Linked DNA regions of Mus musculus: all the other regions are linked to region 3. Evidence: chromatin contacts called from public Hi-C and HiChIP or PLAC-seq data. All regions are on one chromosome and are shown on one strand. Each heading gives the region's core, a stretch centred on a gene start, on an enhancer-like site or on the middle of the called end of the contact. The rest is flanking DNA. Distances are from core to core; before and after follow the strand shown.

Region 1 (2,732 bases), core at 173-2,672, 860 kb after region 3:
TGCTACATGGTGGCTCTGTGGGGACTCCTCCTTGCTTCATTCTCCTACTGAAGACCCAAGTCTTCTCCCATCATTTCATGGAAGAACTCTCAGAGAGCTTCCTAGGGAAGCATTTGGTAGTGTTTGTTTGTTTGTTGTTTTTTAAATCACTTAGGTCTAAAACTATCTTTAAAACTTCAGTCCTTAATAATGGAATGAAAGTCTAGCTGACTCCAGAGTTACAGATTTAAATAAATGCCTATCAGGTAGTCCTGTGTCATACAGTTTCTCCTGGCTGATGTGAAGAAGTCTAAAGCCTTCCAATTCTTGTATCTTCGCACAGCGACATTTGCTTTCTTTCTGGCAAGGTTCACACTCTAGACAGAAAGTTTTTTTTTTTTTTTAAAAGTATGCCCTGATGTTAATTTGTTTTTGTGTATTGTACTGCCTGTGCCTTCAGAGATGCACAACCATGACACATTTTGCAGAAATACACCATACCTAACAGGTTCTACTCTAAGCCACCATTAAAATGACCATTTTCACACAGTTGCTTTGACATTTAAACATAACAATAGAAGCCACATATTTTGTGACAGGAAATATTGTTAGTCCTTGTGGGGATTTTGCATTGTTTGCTTGTTTGTTTTTGAGCTAGATTTATGCTCTGTAGCCCCAAGCTGGCCTTGAACTTCTGGTCTCCTTCCATTGTCATGGGTGCAACAGATAGGTACCACTGTGCCTGGCTCCAGCGTGTCTTCATGATCTCAAGCTAAATGATAGAGATGTCTTAATCAAGATATAATTACCTCATGGAGTCTTTGAAACCTGAACCGGTGGGAATGTGGGATGGGTTACTATCAGAGCTGAGCCTGTGGCAGGAGCCCTGAGGGACTGCATGAGGAAGGAGCCAGCAGTAGCTTGCACCTAAGTCCTACGAATTGATGGCTTAGTCCTGCAAAGCAAGGATCTAGCTGACTGTTTCCTACCAGCAAATGCACAGGACAGATTTTCTCTAAGAAGATACCCTTAAGGCCTCAAACTGGAGTTGGAGGAGGGGCTAGATTCGAACATTTAAGCCTTCATTTTCAAAACTACAGTAATCTCTCCAACAGAAATCAGGGTCGCATAAAAGAGGGGTGGAGAAGAAGGTGTTGTTTCTCTGTAAGAAAAATAAAAGAACTGAATGCTAGAGAGTGGAATTGTAATTACAGAAAAAGCTGACAAATTTACCCATAAAATAAGATGTATGGTAAAGGTCGCCAAGCTTTAACAGCGACATAATTCAGAATTGTCAAAATGCCTGGAATTATTCCTCGGGGAATTATAGTTTACTTGTTACAGAGTCAGCCTCATGATTCCTGGTGGACCCAAACCAGATGTAGCCGGAATCCCTTTGGGTGCAGGGAGAAGTCCCTCAGCTGTGGGTGAGCACACCTCTACCTCTGACCAAAGGTCTTCCACACCAGTGCTATCTATCCACAGTGACATCCGCTCTTCAAGTCCCTCCCTTCATTTCCTGGTCAACATGAAATTTGGAGTTTGGACCTTGACTTTTTTTTTTTTTTTTCTGCCTGTATGCCTGTCTTCATTTTCTTCATGGCTGGTTTAAACTAATTCCTCTGGAAGCAAGAGACTTCACTCCAACTCTCTGGCAGCAAACCCCTGAGCCAGATTTCATGGCCTCTGAAACGATGCATGACTAAGCAACATAAAAAGAGGGTGGGGTGAGGCCGAGGTGGTGGAAGAGGTAATGTTACACACAGACAGCCGTGCTTGTTAACATTCTACTGAGATTGTTTCAGTCTGGTGGGAAAAGGAAATACCCAGAGCTCCCTCTTTCACTGGCCCAGAACTTTTCCTCCATCTTCAAAGGACAGAAGAAAAAAAATCTATTTGTTGTTTCTCAGAGGTTACATCTTTACAAAGTTACATATTTCGTGAGAAGAAAAACACTTCAGGGCAGAAAGACATAGAAGAATATAAGAAAGAATGGAAAAGATATGTCATAGAAAAGATATGTCACTTTACAATTGGCTAATGATATCTTTAAAAATCATAATTTACTTCTCATCATGAAAGAATCTCTGTGCATTTCCCTGTGGTTGCAAACCAATACTGAACTTAGACATTTTGTCTGGGTTCTTACCATTGTGTGCAAAATATTTTTAAGACATTAAATAGTGTTTACAAATATTATCTTTACTGAAATAAAATGTCATTACATTTTTAAATTTTGAGATGGGGGTTTTCTGAGTAGCCCTGGCTGTTCTGGGACTTGCTCTGTGTGGACCAGGCTAATTCTTTTAGCAGCCCAAGTTTTACATGTTCAAGTTTTACTTAGGGCATGGATTTTGAACCTTCATCACATTTATCTGCTTCCGTTTTTCCGCTTGTTTTGTTTGGATAAACTCCAAGGAGTGGAGATACCGGAGACAAAGGCTTTGATTACTTCTGCCATTCTTGTGGCAATTGCCCAACTTCAGCTTTAAAAGCTACTATCAGATTTCATCCCTATAAGACAATCTGAGGTGGTGTTTCCTTAAACATTCTTTCCAACACATGATACTGTTGTTATTTGATGTTGATATTTCAGTTTAAAAGGCTGTGGTTTATTTCAACTGTCCTTATAGGAAACATTGCCCTTTAAAAATGAATATCATCAGTTTGTATTTTCCTGCTTTTTTTTTTTTGGTTTTGGTTTGTTTTTTTGGTTATTCGAGACAGGGTTTCTCTGTGTAGCCCTGGCTGTC
Region 2 (2,700 bases), core at 148-2,647, 730 kb after region 3:
GTTAATATAGTCATGATGTTTCAGAAGCAACCATATTTTAACTTATACACAAACATTTTGTTGGTCCATATGTACATGCATGTATTTTGTACGACATGTAGCAATAAAGCACGAGTATTTATTCAGGCATGTATACATCTGCATATAAATTTTAATATATAGCATATTACATATGTTATCTGATTTTGCATATATTTATTTGTATTAGCTATAAAGAAGAAACATGAAGGCAATATCATTGTAGTTCAGGTATTCCTTTTCTCATGTCCTTGACCCCAAGAATATTCTTTCTTAAGGACTAAAGAAGCCGCCACCAATGTCCTCTGGTGTCTGAGGCTTGTTCTCGCTCATGACTGCATGGTAATTCCCAAAGAATACAGCGTGAAACTCCCTAGGGAAAACAAGGAAACATAAACCTTACCGAATTGACATAATCGAGTTTCTAGGATTGTGTACGGAGAAAGAAAACTAGTTTGAGGGTGACATTCTCCACCCAAGATTTTCATGGGATTATTTATTTAAGCTGCAAAGACTGAAATAGAGACAAAAATGGTATGGAAGCCGCAACCTTTCCCCACATTCTCTACATTCCTAACTTCAAACCAGACTCATCCATCAGGATGTCAGGCACAGGTTTTCCTCCCTCCTCAACCAATGTTCACCTTCACACAAAATCGTTGCTTTATCACATACACATGAAGAATTTTTTCTTCCTATTCTGAACATGAGGTCTAGGGTGTAAAGAGAAAACCTCCAAAGGCTATAACTAGTGTAATTTGCTGTGTGGGAAGACTTCACATTCCAAATAACAGAGGAATTTAAAATGCTATTAGTCATTCCGTTCCAAGCAGGTAAGAGTACAATCAGGGCTGCTGTCAGCTTCTGCATGTGGCCATTGTCACCACCCACCCCTGCAGTATTGTCATTAACTGCAGAAGGTAAAAGACAGCCAAAGTGACCCAGAGGGTAGAGAGTAGGAGTGAGAAGTATACAGAATGATTTGGGGACAATTGGAAATAAAAATGAAACATAGACAATATCCTAAATGAACCTCAATTTTAGAATTTTGATAAAACCACAGCAGATGCCAGAGAGATTCTTATTCCCTCCCTCCTCCAGCATTCTCTGCCCCTTCCTCCTATTCGGCAATTCAACACAGTATCTCTATCACACTCACAGGATCACAAAACCGTGTCTCTGTGGCTCCATCTCCACAGATGCTTGATGAGTTTCTGTTTCATCCAAACCCAGAAGTTATTTCTGGCGTAGAACCAATTTATAAGCTACAGACTTTCTATGATGAACCTTTAGTGGCTTCAAAGTCATAGGAAAGGCAGAATTTGCCAGGCAATAAACTCTGGCTTTGCTTCTTGTTAGCCTGTGTCCCAAGCTGTGTAGGAAGGGAAGCCTGGGGCAGCTCACAGTGATGAGTCAGTCCTTCACCTCAAGGAAGCAGAGAGTTAGGGAAAAGGCATATGTAAAGAAATGAAGACGGTTGACTGGTAAAAGTATGAAGGTTGAGATTACAGTGTGGTATACTGGGTGTTGACAAATAAGGTGTCATTTAACATAAGGTGTATTTAAACCCATTTGTGAGCACAGAAGATTGAAGCCGGCATCAAAAGCATATAGTATGTCACAAGATGGTTCAGCTGGAAAAGACACTTGCAGAGCAAGCCATTATCACCATATAAGTGTCATGAGTCCCATCCCCAGAACCCCAGAAAAGGTGGAAGGAGATACTAACTCCTCAAATTGCCCTCTGACCTCCACATGTGCACCCACACCCACATACCATAGGCATAATATTAATGCTAATAAATAATAATAATTTTAATATAGTAATTATTAGACAGGCAACAGAATGTGAAGATGACCAACTGGGTATCCTGTGAGGCTGCTGAATAGCGTGAGATCAACACGCATGGAACCTGTTGGTAGGGAGGGAGAAGGGAGGTAAAGGCATTCTGCCAGTCTAGACAGTGAATATGGCTCTTGATAGCCTGTCTCTGAATTGTAGTAGAGAAAGCTAGTGAAGGCATGATGGGAACAGAGTAACTGGTATAGGCGTTTAATATCTGTTGTTCATAAAAATACTTAAAATCTAAAGCTTCTGGTTTTTTTTCTAACGGAGTTATCAGGAGCATGATATACAGTTTAGTGAAGCAAATGCAAAGGGAAGTGTGATACGGATGCAGCTATGCACATCAGTGATATGCAAAGAAAAAAATCAAGGTGCTCTCAGATAAAGTGGTCACACAACAGAGCGTCTGCACCCATGCTCTTCTCAGACCCCTCTCTTACAACTTCAAGAATAAAACCCATGGAGTTTTCAGACCTTCTGGGATGATCCTTCACATTTGCTCTTGTTCTTTTTTAAAGTGATTTAAAGTAACCATTTCTACAGAATAATTTTAGAAAGGACCACAGGAATCTCTTGAACTACTACTATAAACACGCCCGCATATCTGCATATCTGCTTTAGGAGATGCAGGCGGAACATTAAAACTCACAGCTAGAATGGCTTTGCTTTGATCATCATCTATGCCTTGATATTGGCAGGTAAAAAAAAATTCTTTGACCATTTACTCATCCTCCAAATTAGCCATAAAATCTGAGTTGTTCACAGTGTTGTTTATACAGTCCAGGAATATCAATATTATGCACCCAGTATCTAGAAGAAAATATCATTTGCCTCTT
Region 3 (2,865 bases), core at 116-2,615:
ACACACACACACACACACACACGAGAGAGAAAGGGAAGATGAAAATGTACTATATATATTTCAATGTGTATTTATACTTTAAAATTTTGTTTTATACACACACACACACACACACACACACATATGATATGCCTTTCTTAGCTTACAAAGTCAGATGTACAAGAAAATAGTACTCCCCCCCCCCATACTCCAGTACTTTCAATTTCTAGTTTGAGCCTCTTTTCTAGATGTCAGAAATGAACATCATTTATGCCAGACTTCCCTGGTATTTCACTATCAGAAACATAACCCAAGAGAGTCTGGGATATCTCCTTTTTCCACAGCAGAATTGCAGAGTGGGAGTCAGGGCATGCAGGGGGTGGTGGGAGTTTGCTGATGGATCTAGTGTGTCATCTTAGGTCAAAAATCTCTTAAGTCCATTTTGTTCTTCTCTTGTATCCTTGTAAACAATAGCCACATTGTCTGATGAAAGTCTGCAGGGGCTCCCGGGTCTGCCTCTCAAATGGACCCCCAAGCCTCTCTTGAAACAGAAGTCATACCTGGAGGTTTCCCTCTGGCCTTCTTAGCTCCATGGCTCGGTCATTTCTGACGGGCCACACCTATGGCAGGTGTGGTATGGCGGCCTTGAGAATTCTAGGATACTTGCAGCTTCCACAGGTCCAATAGGAGAATAATTACTCTGGCTTTTAAATCTTCTGACACATCTAGGCTTTTAAAGGGTCCCAACAGGGTGAAAGGCTAGGGTGTGGGTCAATGGTATAATGCATGGCTAGCATGCGCACAGTTCCACCCCCAGCATCATACACACAAAAGGTAGTTAGGAATGTGGGGTCGGGACTTGAATAGACCTGTGTTCTGACCCAGAACCTATGCCTTAAGTGGGTATCAGGTATATACTTAAGTTTTTTTTTTTTTATTTTTATACAACATGTTAGTATTTATAAAGCAGAGTCAGTGAAATTTTGCTTAAACAAGACTAAGTACAACAAAAAGAATTTGGACCTTCGTATAAAACTCATACATGACAGGCATTTAAAAAAACATTATTAGCAAAAAGACAACAAGCAGGAAAAGCCTCTTATCTAATTTTTCCACCTGGTTACTGGATCTTTCTCCTAAGACTTAGTAAGCTATTAGCTCGGGCCTTAAAGGGCCGTGTGGGAATCCAGGTGGAGCCCCAGGCACCAAAGCTGCCACGACTTAGGAAAAATGTTCTCTCTGGCATCCAGTCCGAGGTCTGTGGAGCTGAAACTCCCCTGGTATTTTAAGAAAATAACTGGGAAGCTTTCGTTCCCAGTGCGGCCCATCCTTTATGAGCTGTCAGTGGAAAGGAAGCAGATGAAAGAGGGGGTGGGGGGAATTCTTACAGTATCATGTCACTGTGGCCTCAGGGAAACAGAGGAGAAGAAACCCAAGCAATTCATAGTGGACAAGCTTCCAGATGTTTATTGTCAAGACTTCTGCTCAGGATAGAAAGAAAACCTTAACTGTGCTATGTCCTTCTGCACTGTAAGAAAAAGCCACTCTTCGTTCCTCGGGTCTTCCTACCTTGATGGCCTCTGCGGTCTGGTCCAGAGAAGGAAGATGGCGGGTTGGCTGTTCTGTTTCTCTGGGATACCTGGACTGAAACTCCAGGCTAAACTACTGCTGACGCCTTTCTGATCCTGGACGTTAGGTTCCAGTCCCTCTGGAAAGAGACGTCCAGTTTGGGATTAGTTTTCTTCTACACGCAGGATGGATGGCGTTGAGAAGGTACCAGGAACAGGCTCTGCGTGAGAAATCCCGTTCTTACACACACATGCTCTATATCCAGATGCAATCTTTTAATTAATCATAGGAGCTCAGAGCGCTCAGCTGCATTTTAATGCTTTTAAAGTACGTTCAGTGGGGGAAAAAAAGCTTCGTTTTTTGAAATCAATGGTTATTATACTGTTTCTTAACAGAAACCTTTCAAGTCAGGATGTCTTAAAGAGTGCATTTGGAGAGGGGGGGGTGCTGTGAAAGTTTCCTTTTAATGCTATAAATCTTGTGATTACATTGGGTGCCCTCAGATAATCCAGATAAGTCCTCTATCACAGAGTTCACAGCATGTTCACATCTGCAAAGTCATTTTGCCTTATAAGGTAGCATATTTACAGCCTTTGAAGACTAGCGCTGGATTCTTTCTGAACCATTATTCAACCTACCACAGTGTACTTCTGACCACCAAAGATTTATTTCCCTTTCTCACGCAGGATATATTCATCCCCTCCTACTTGCCTCTGAAAGGCTCAACCCAAAATATAAAATGTCATCAATTCAAAGTCCCAGATCTCAACAGGAATGGGTGAGGCCATCACAGGCCTTTCTGAGGCAAGAGTCATTGCAGTCAGAGAACATATGCATCTCAAGAAGTGCTTTCTCTACTCCTCCGCAGTGGTGGGGCTGGCGGTAGGATTGGGTAAGATGCATTCCAGGGAGTCCTGGAAGGGGTAAAGATACCACCTTCTACCAAGCAAGGTCAAAACCAGGCTGGGATGACAGCATCGGGTTTCACAGCCTGGGAAAAGTCCTCCTCATATTGTAGCTCCATGCTCTGCGCTTGAGTCGTTCTCTACAGAATATTCTTCATGAAGAAAAGCCGGTGTTTGCAGATGAGCACTTTTGTAAGTCTGCTTCCTGCCTGGAGAACTTTTGAAGTCTTAACTCCTCGCGCCCTCCGCTTCTTCCATTTGGTCCCCGCGTTGGTTGTCTGTAACAAGTGCCCGGGATGAAGGGCTGATAGAAATGAAAACGGAACGAGTTTTACTTTGGCCTGCAGTGTTTGACACTTTGGACTTAACTTTGGGGTTGGTTCCGTGGTTCCGATGCTTTTGGGTCTGTGGT
Region 4 (2,813 bases), core at 295-2,794, 640 kb after region 3:
TTAAAAAGAATGCCAACACCTACCTCTCACAGTCTGGAACTTTCAATTCAAATAGCCAAGGCTTTCGTGAGCAAAATACTCACCAGCTAATTCTAATACTTGTGCAAGGTTAACAACACTGACATAGGAAGTTCAGCCTTTTCTGAACAAATAATACGTAGCTAGTAATGTTTCTGAGTCAGAGAGTGTTTGAGAAAGATAAAGCTGGTGACATTTTGCAGAATGCAAGGTAAAAGAACAAGGCTGCATGCATAGCTCAAGGGCTCATCCGTTCCATCCATATTCAAAGGCTGATCATTCATGGTAGCTGGAGGGTCAAGCGAGGTATAATGACTCTGTTCACAATCACAGCTTAAACCCTATTGAATATTATGTTTAAATGCCATTTTAAATTGTCTTCTATGGTAAATTGCAAAGCTCACAGGCACTGGTGGCTGAGGAGTGTCTCCAATGGGCATTTATTTACAGCCACAGTGGATTCAGACTAGCTCCCCTGAAGAATCAGAAGGCAGATAGAGGCCAACAAGCTCCTTCTTCCTTGTTGATTTTACAGATTGGAGATAGGAGAATGTAAAGAGTAATTCCCATGATTTCCATGTGACCCAAGGCTGCAAGGGGCACAAGAATCCCCACCTATTGGGGGGCTCTCATCAGAAGAGGGGGAGCTCTCATCAGAGGAGGGAAAGCTGAGGAAGTCAGAGTCCAGTGATGCATTCAGACAACAGTCTGAAACAGTCTGAAACAGAACTGCATTCACACGACAGTGTGGCTCTCTCCTGCACAGTGCAAGAAGTTAAAGAGAAAGACATGATTCCAATTTGGCAGATAAACCCAAGGAATATGTAAGAATTCATTTAATCACTAACTTGTTCTCTGAGAGGATTCTTACGAAGTTAAAATTCAGTAGCAAGATGATGTAAAGGAGGAAAGAGCGTACTCATGACATTCTGCACCCACCACTTCCTAAATCCCAAATATTCTCACCACCTGATATGCTAAGTATTTTTCCATCTACTACCCTTTTTAACTGCCCTACTGCACCAAACGCAATACAGTGCATTAAAAAGAATAAGTCCTATACAGTCTTGAGAAGCAAATATTTAGTAGGTGGCCTGATCATTTTGCTACTGACAAATCTTATGTGTGTGTGTGTGTGTGTGTGTGTGTGTGTGTGTGTGTGTGTGTGTGTGTATTTCTGGATTTGAAATGCCAACCTAAGAAAGAGCAGGCTTTTGTCTTATGGCTATCAGGTACCTGGATATGAGGCAGCCATAGAGATAGGCTGGAAGTGAGTACGGACTCTTGGTAGCAGGAACATCATAAGACAAAGGGGGAAGACTAGATGTAGCGTACCCTTGAAGTGTTGTGTGCCTCTTCCAATGCAGAATGGGTAAAAAGTTAAAAAAAAAAATCAGGCTCTCACAGAATATTGCAGAGAATGAGCGCCTCACCAAAGAATTTGGATCCTATCTGCCAAGCAATGAGCAGCTACCAGACATTTTTAAGCAACAAAGAATGTGGAAAATGAAGAATCTCATGGGTTGGCTAGGAAGGAGGAAGATTAACCCCTTATAGCTATTCTAGCAATGCAGAGTAGACTGGCATATCAGAGTACATATTAGAAAGAATGCCCAAGAAAGGCTTCCTGAAGGCAAGCTAGTGTGGCCTTAAGGGCAGTAGGGCTTTAGGCTCCTTGCACTCTGCATCTTTTGTCTAACTAGTTGCTTCCTTTTCAAGCATCACTCTGAATAACAGGCCACTGTCATTAGTACTCATCAAGCCAGCTTTGTTGGTAGATCACAGCCTGGGATTCAGAAATCATCCCCCAGTGGTAGCTCCTTGAGGGACTTCAGCAAAGTCCTAGATGCCTCCGGAGTAGGTTCTGCCTGATGTCACACTATTGGAAATAATAGTGACTTTCACTTGACAAATGGGACCTAATGAAACTCCAAAGTTTCTGCAAGGCAAAAGACACCGTCAATAAGACAAAAAGACCACCAACAGATTGGGAAAGGATCTTTACCTATCCTAAATCAGATAGGGGACTAATATCCAACATATATAAAGAACTCAAGAAGGTGGACTTCAGAAAATCAAATAACCCCATTAAAAAATGGGGCTCAGAACTGAACAAAGAATTCTCACCTGAGGAATACCGAATGGCAGAGAAGCACTTGAAAAAATGTTCAACATCCTTAATCATCAGGGAAATGCAAATCAAAACAACCCTGAGATTCCACCTCACACCAGTCAGAATGTCTAAGATGAAAAATTCAGGTGACAGCAGATGCTGGCGTGGATGTGGAGAAAGAGGAACACTCCTCCATTGTTGGTGGGAGTGCAGGCTTGTACAACCACTCTGGAAATCAGTCTGGCGGTTCCTCAGAAAACTGGACATAGTACTACCGGAGGATCCAGCAATACCTCTCCTGGGCATATATCCAGAAGATGCCCCAACTGGTAAGAAGGACACATGCTCCACTATGTTCATAGCAGCCTTATTTATAATAGCCAGAAGCTGGAAAGAACCTAGATGCCCCTCAACAGAGGAATGGATACAGAAAATGTGGTACATCTACACAATGGAGTACTACTCAGCTATTAAAAAGAATGAATTTATGAAATTCCTAGCCAAATGGATGGACCTGGAGGGCATCATCCTGAGTGAGGTAACACATTCACAAAGAAACTCACACAATATGTACTCACTGATAAGTGGATATTAGCCCCAAACCTAGGATACCCAAGATATAAGATATAATTTGCTAAACACATGAAACTCAAGAAGAATGAAGACTGAAGTGTGGACACTA
Region 5 (2,802 bases), core at 81-2,580, 670 kb after region 3:
TCTTGGCTTTCAGACCACATGTTGCAATGTTGAGTTCAAGTGAATCTCATTTCATACTGACCTCCAAAACTCCAAGCAGAGCAATAAGGGCCATGTGAATGCTACCTATAAGTGGAACAGTGAAAACTCTCAACCTACTAAGAAAGAAAGAATCACATGTTGAGATTGTATGGTTTATAGTAGGAACTGTGACATCATCGAGAACAAAAACGGAAATCCAGGCTAGTTTTCCTACCTTTAGCTCATACTACAATGTTAGAGGGGAAGGTAGTACAAACTCTGCGAATACAGAAAAGGCATTATATCTGTGGAGAAGACTTTCCCACAGAAGGCAATACATGAGAAATTTAGCAAGAGATCACCCAAAACAACTAGCTCCAACACATTTACATTATATAAGGAAAAATTACATTATATAAGGAAAATTACATTATATAAGGGAAAAGTGGAAGGTGGGGCCAGCACGGGGGCTCCAGCTGCTTTCCTGATGGGCTCTCCGTCAAAGTCTCTTATAAGGAACATGACTCTGTGCAAGTGGCTATAAGGTCTTTGAATAAATATTTCATTATAATTATATATCACATTGCTAAGCTAACTCTGTTTTTCAACTGTAATCCATCACTTGAGCAAGTTGCTTACTTTCGTTGAGCCTCAGTTTCCCCAATCTGTAATGGAGGGATTAAAAGTAGCATCAGTCAACAATTTTTTTAAAGTTTTAATTAGATGAAATGTACCATGGGTATATGTACACTTTTAAAAGCATTGTTTACATAAGGTTCAGTCTATAGGTGCACCCTTGCTGAAATGGACTTTGCTTCTGAAGGAACAGCCATGCAACACAGCACGTTTGTTATGGGCAACGTTCTACCTCATCATCCCTACATTTTATCAGGCCAGGGCAGCTTTAGACATAAGCCCAGCCCCTCACCATTTGCAGCAAATGGCTTCATCCACACCTTCTGCGAACACTTGGCCAATGCACAGCCTACAAGCAAGCACCCTGATCCTGCCTGTTCAGCTTTATCATCAGTAAAAACTTAGAGCTCATCCAGGAAAATTACTAGGTACTCTAAAAATTAACTTGATTTGTAACCTAATAAATTTCACGAAGCAATAAAACCTCAAGGAAGCCTCTTTCTTTTTTTTTTTTTTCCTTTTTTTTTTTTCCTCCTATGAAGAATCTGCAGAGTTTGATGTGTTTCCAATTGAAAGCTGTTAAGTTGAGCAAAAGCCGGTGCTCAGAGTTTACGAGGGTGCCATTTGGTAACCTGAAGGTGGCAGATGTGAAGGCCAAAAGTAGACGGTGGGGGTGGGGCCAGCGCCGGGTCTCCAGCTGCTTTCCTGATGGGCTCTCCGTCAAAGTCTCTTATAAGGAACGTGACTCAGTGCAAGTGGCTATAAGGTCTTTGAATAAATATTTCATTAGTCATGATGGTTCTGAAAACTTAAAGCTGCGAAGGACACATTGGAATCTCTGTGATTTATGATAATGCTCTGAAGGAAACTTGATCATTTCAGCCCTGCCATATGTAGCCGGGTGGAATGTGCAAATGAATTGAACTGGCAAACCCCACAGATTTTGTTTCTTGATTAAAAAAAAAAAGTCTTAAGTCAGATCAGCTAACAGGCGATTTGAAACGGGGATTTAGCAGGGCAGCTGTTTCAGATGAAGTCCCTTCCAGACACCTCCCTCCCCCTCCCCTTCCCCCTCCCCCTCCCCCTTCCGTATTTTCTTTAATAAGGATTCAGAGTAGTTTCTCTTCCAAATGTTTCACGATGCTGCACATCAGTGATTAAAAACGCAGCATCGTCTGGTGTGTGTCTGTGTTACTTCTCCATCCTCTTGCTCCTGTAAAATAGGTCGTGTGTCTTAGCCATCCTGGGATGCCCATACCACATTATGCTGTATATGGTAATTTTTGTATGTATAAAAAATTAGCCCAGAAGCTCTTTATAATGCACAAGTATAAATTTTAGTATACCATTAGATTGTTAATATATATATGTGTGTGTGTGTATATATATATACATATATATACATATATATATACATATATATATAAAGAGAGAGATTCAGAGATGCCTAATGCTTTTCTAAAGTGCATGCAATCAGCTCGAATCCACATCTCTAGACTTACAGCTTAATGTTAGCATAGCAAGTACACAATGAATATTTATTGAAGGAGTGGATGGCTGGTTGTGGTTGTTGTCTGCATCAGTGGACATTTCGGATGAATGAACAGAGCAGCTAGAGATTTCAGAATCTGAAATTCACATGGGCCCGTCTCTTCCTGAAACCACGATTTCCTCAGCCCTGAGTGAAACAAACTGTCCCAAAGAGAAGTGAGTTATTTGTAAGCCAGTTCATCCCCACTTTCCCACAGTGAAGGGATCTGGGATGGGTGGGATCCACCTCCATTTGATCAACGTTCTCTTTCTGTGGCCTAGATCCACAGTCCCTTATCCAAAACACGGGCAAAAGTCCAAACTATTTTCAAAGTTGCGAGGGAAATATAGCATCTGATCTGAGTACTGTACGTGTGTCGGACCACGGCAGCGATCACATAGCAGTGATTACTGCAGCCAAGCGAACATTCTTTCTTAGCAGACTCAGCCTGTGGGCCGCCCTACTTCTGATTATAGCAGGCCCTATTACCCAGTGAGCTTTAGAGACAAACTTAACAAAAGGATTTGCAGTTTCAGAATGTTCAGTTTTAGACCTGGGGTAACAGATTATGAACTTGGATCCCAGTGAGAGGCCAAACGTATAGTTCTGAATGACTTTTTTTTTCTTTATTTTTT

Evidence for each region. Hi-C and Micro-C count contacts between places; a contact is called where the count stands out from the background. HiChIP or PLAC-seq counts read pairs in DNA pulled down with a chosen protein or histone mark.
Region 1: a contact with region 3 is called in a Hi-C map of embryonic fibroblasts, with 6 times the contacts expected there. The contact joins two enhancer-like sites. A contact is called at or near these places in 2 of 484 Hi-C or Micro-C datasets (embryonic fibroblasts and uterus), 1 of 115 datasets of contacts at active chromatin or transcription factors (fibro-adipogenic progenitors) and 1 of 9 other capture datasets (embryonic stem cells).
Region 2: an H3K27ac HiChIP or PLAC-seq map of embryonic fibroblasts shows a contact between it and region 3, with 9 times the contacts expected there. The contact joins two enhancer-like sites. A contact is called at or near these places in 3 of 484 Hi-C or Micro-C datasets (embryonic retina and liver) and 1 of 115 datasets of contacts at active chromatin or transcription factors (embryonic fibroblasts).
Region 4: a contact with region 3 is called in a Hi-C map of uterus, with 6 times the contacts expected there. The contact joins two enhancer-like sites. A contact is called at or near these places in 1 of 39 promoter capture datasets (the 3T3-L1 cell line) and 10 of 484 Hi-C or Micro-C datasets (the C2C12 cell line, the HL-1 cell line, adipose-derived mesenchymal stem cells and 4 more).
Region 5: a Hi-C map of uterus shows a contact between it and region 3, with 3 times the contacts expected there. The contact joins two enhancer-like sites. A contact is called at or near these places in 3 of 484 Hi-C or Micro-C datasets (nephron progenitors, tail fibroblasts and uterus) and 1 of 115 datasets of contacts at active chromatin or transcription factors (embryonic midbrain).

Annotation. Positions count from the first base shown.
Region 1 is chr2:51,055,226-51,057,957 of GRCm38.p6, reverse strand. No RefSeq gene overlaps it. Among named protein-coding and RNA genes, the nearest start is that of Gm32360, 32 kb to the left of the region's middle. Within about 2 kb of position 1,422, at least 70 of the 459 cell types and tissues checked have an H3K27ac peak or open chromatin away from gene starts, as enhancers often do. A contact at or near this core is called in embryonic fibroblasts and uterus, where this site is marked.
Region 2 is chr2:51,177,983-51,180,682 of GRCm38.p6, reverse strand. No RefSeq gene overlaps it. Among named protein-coding and RNA genes, the nearest start is that of Rnd3, 30 kb to the right of the region's middle. Within about 2 kb of position 1,397, at least 8 of the 459 cell types and tissues checked have an H3K27ac peak or open chromatin away from gene starts, as enhancers often do. A contact at or near this core is called in embryonic fibroblasts, where this site is marked.
Region 3 is chr2:51,911,376-51,914,240 of GRCm38.p6, reverse strand. No RefSeq gene overlaps it. Among named protein-coding and RNA genes, the nearest start is that of Rbm43, 22 kb to the left of the region's middle. Within about 2 kb of position 1,365, at least 29 of the 459 cell types and tissues checked have an H3K27ac peak or open chromatin away from gene starts, as enhancers often do. A contact at or near this core is called in embryonic fibroblasts and uterus, where this site is marked.
Region 4 is chr2:51,275,477-51,278,289 of GRCm38.p6, reverse strand. All of the region lies in intron 1 of Gm13497 (predicted gene 13497), which reads right to left. Among named protein-coding and RNA genes, the nearest start is that of Gm13497, 35 kb to the right of the region's middle. Within about 2 kb of position 1,544, at least 8 of the 459 cell types and tissues checked have an H3K27ac peak or open chromatin away from gene starts, as enhancers often do.
Region 5 is chr2:51,237,344-51,240,145 of GRCm38.p6, reverse strand. No RefSeq gene overlaps it. Among named protein-coding and RNA genes, the nearest start is that of Gm13497, 3.1 kb to the left of the region's middle. Within about 2 kb of position 1,330, at least 33 of the 459 cell types and tissues checked have an H3K27ac peak or open chromatin away from gene starts, as enhancers often do. A contact at or near this core is called in uterus, where this site is marked.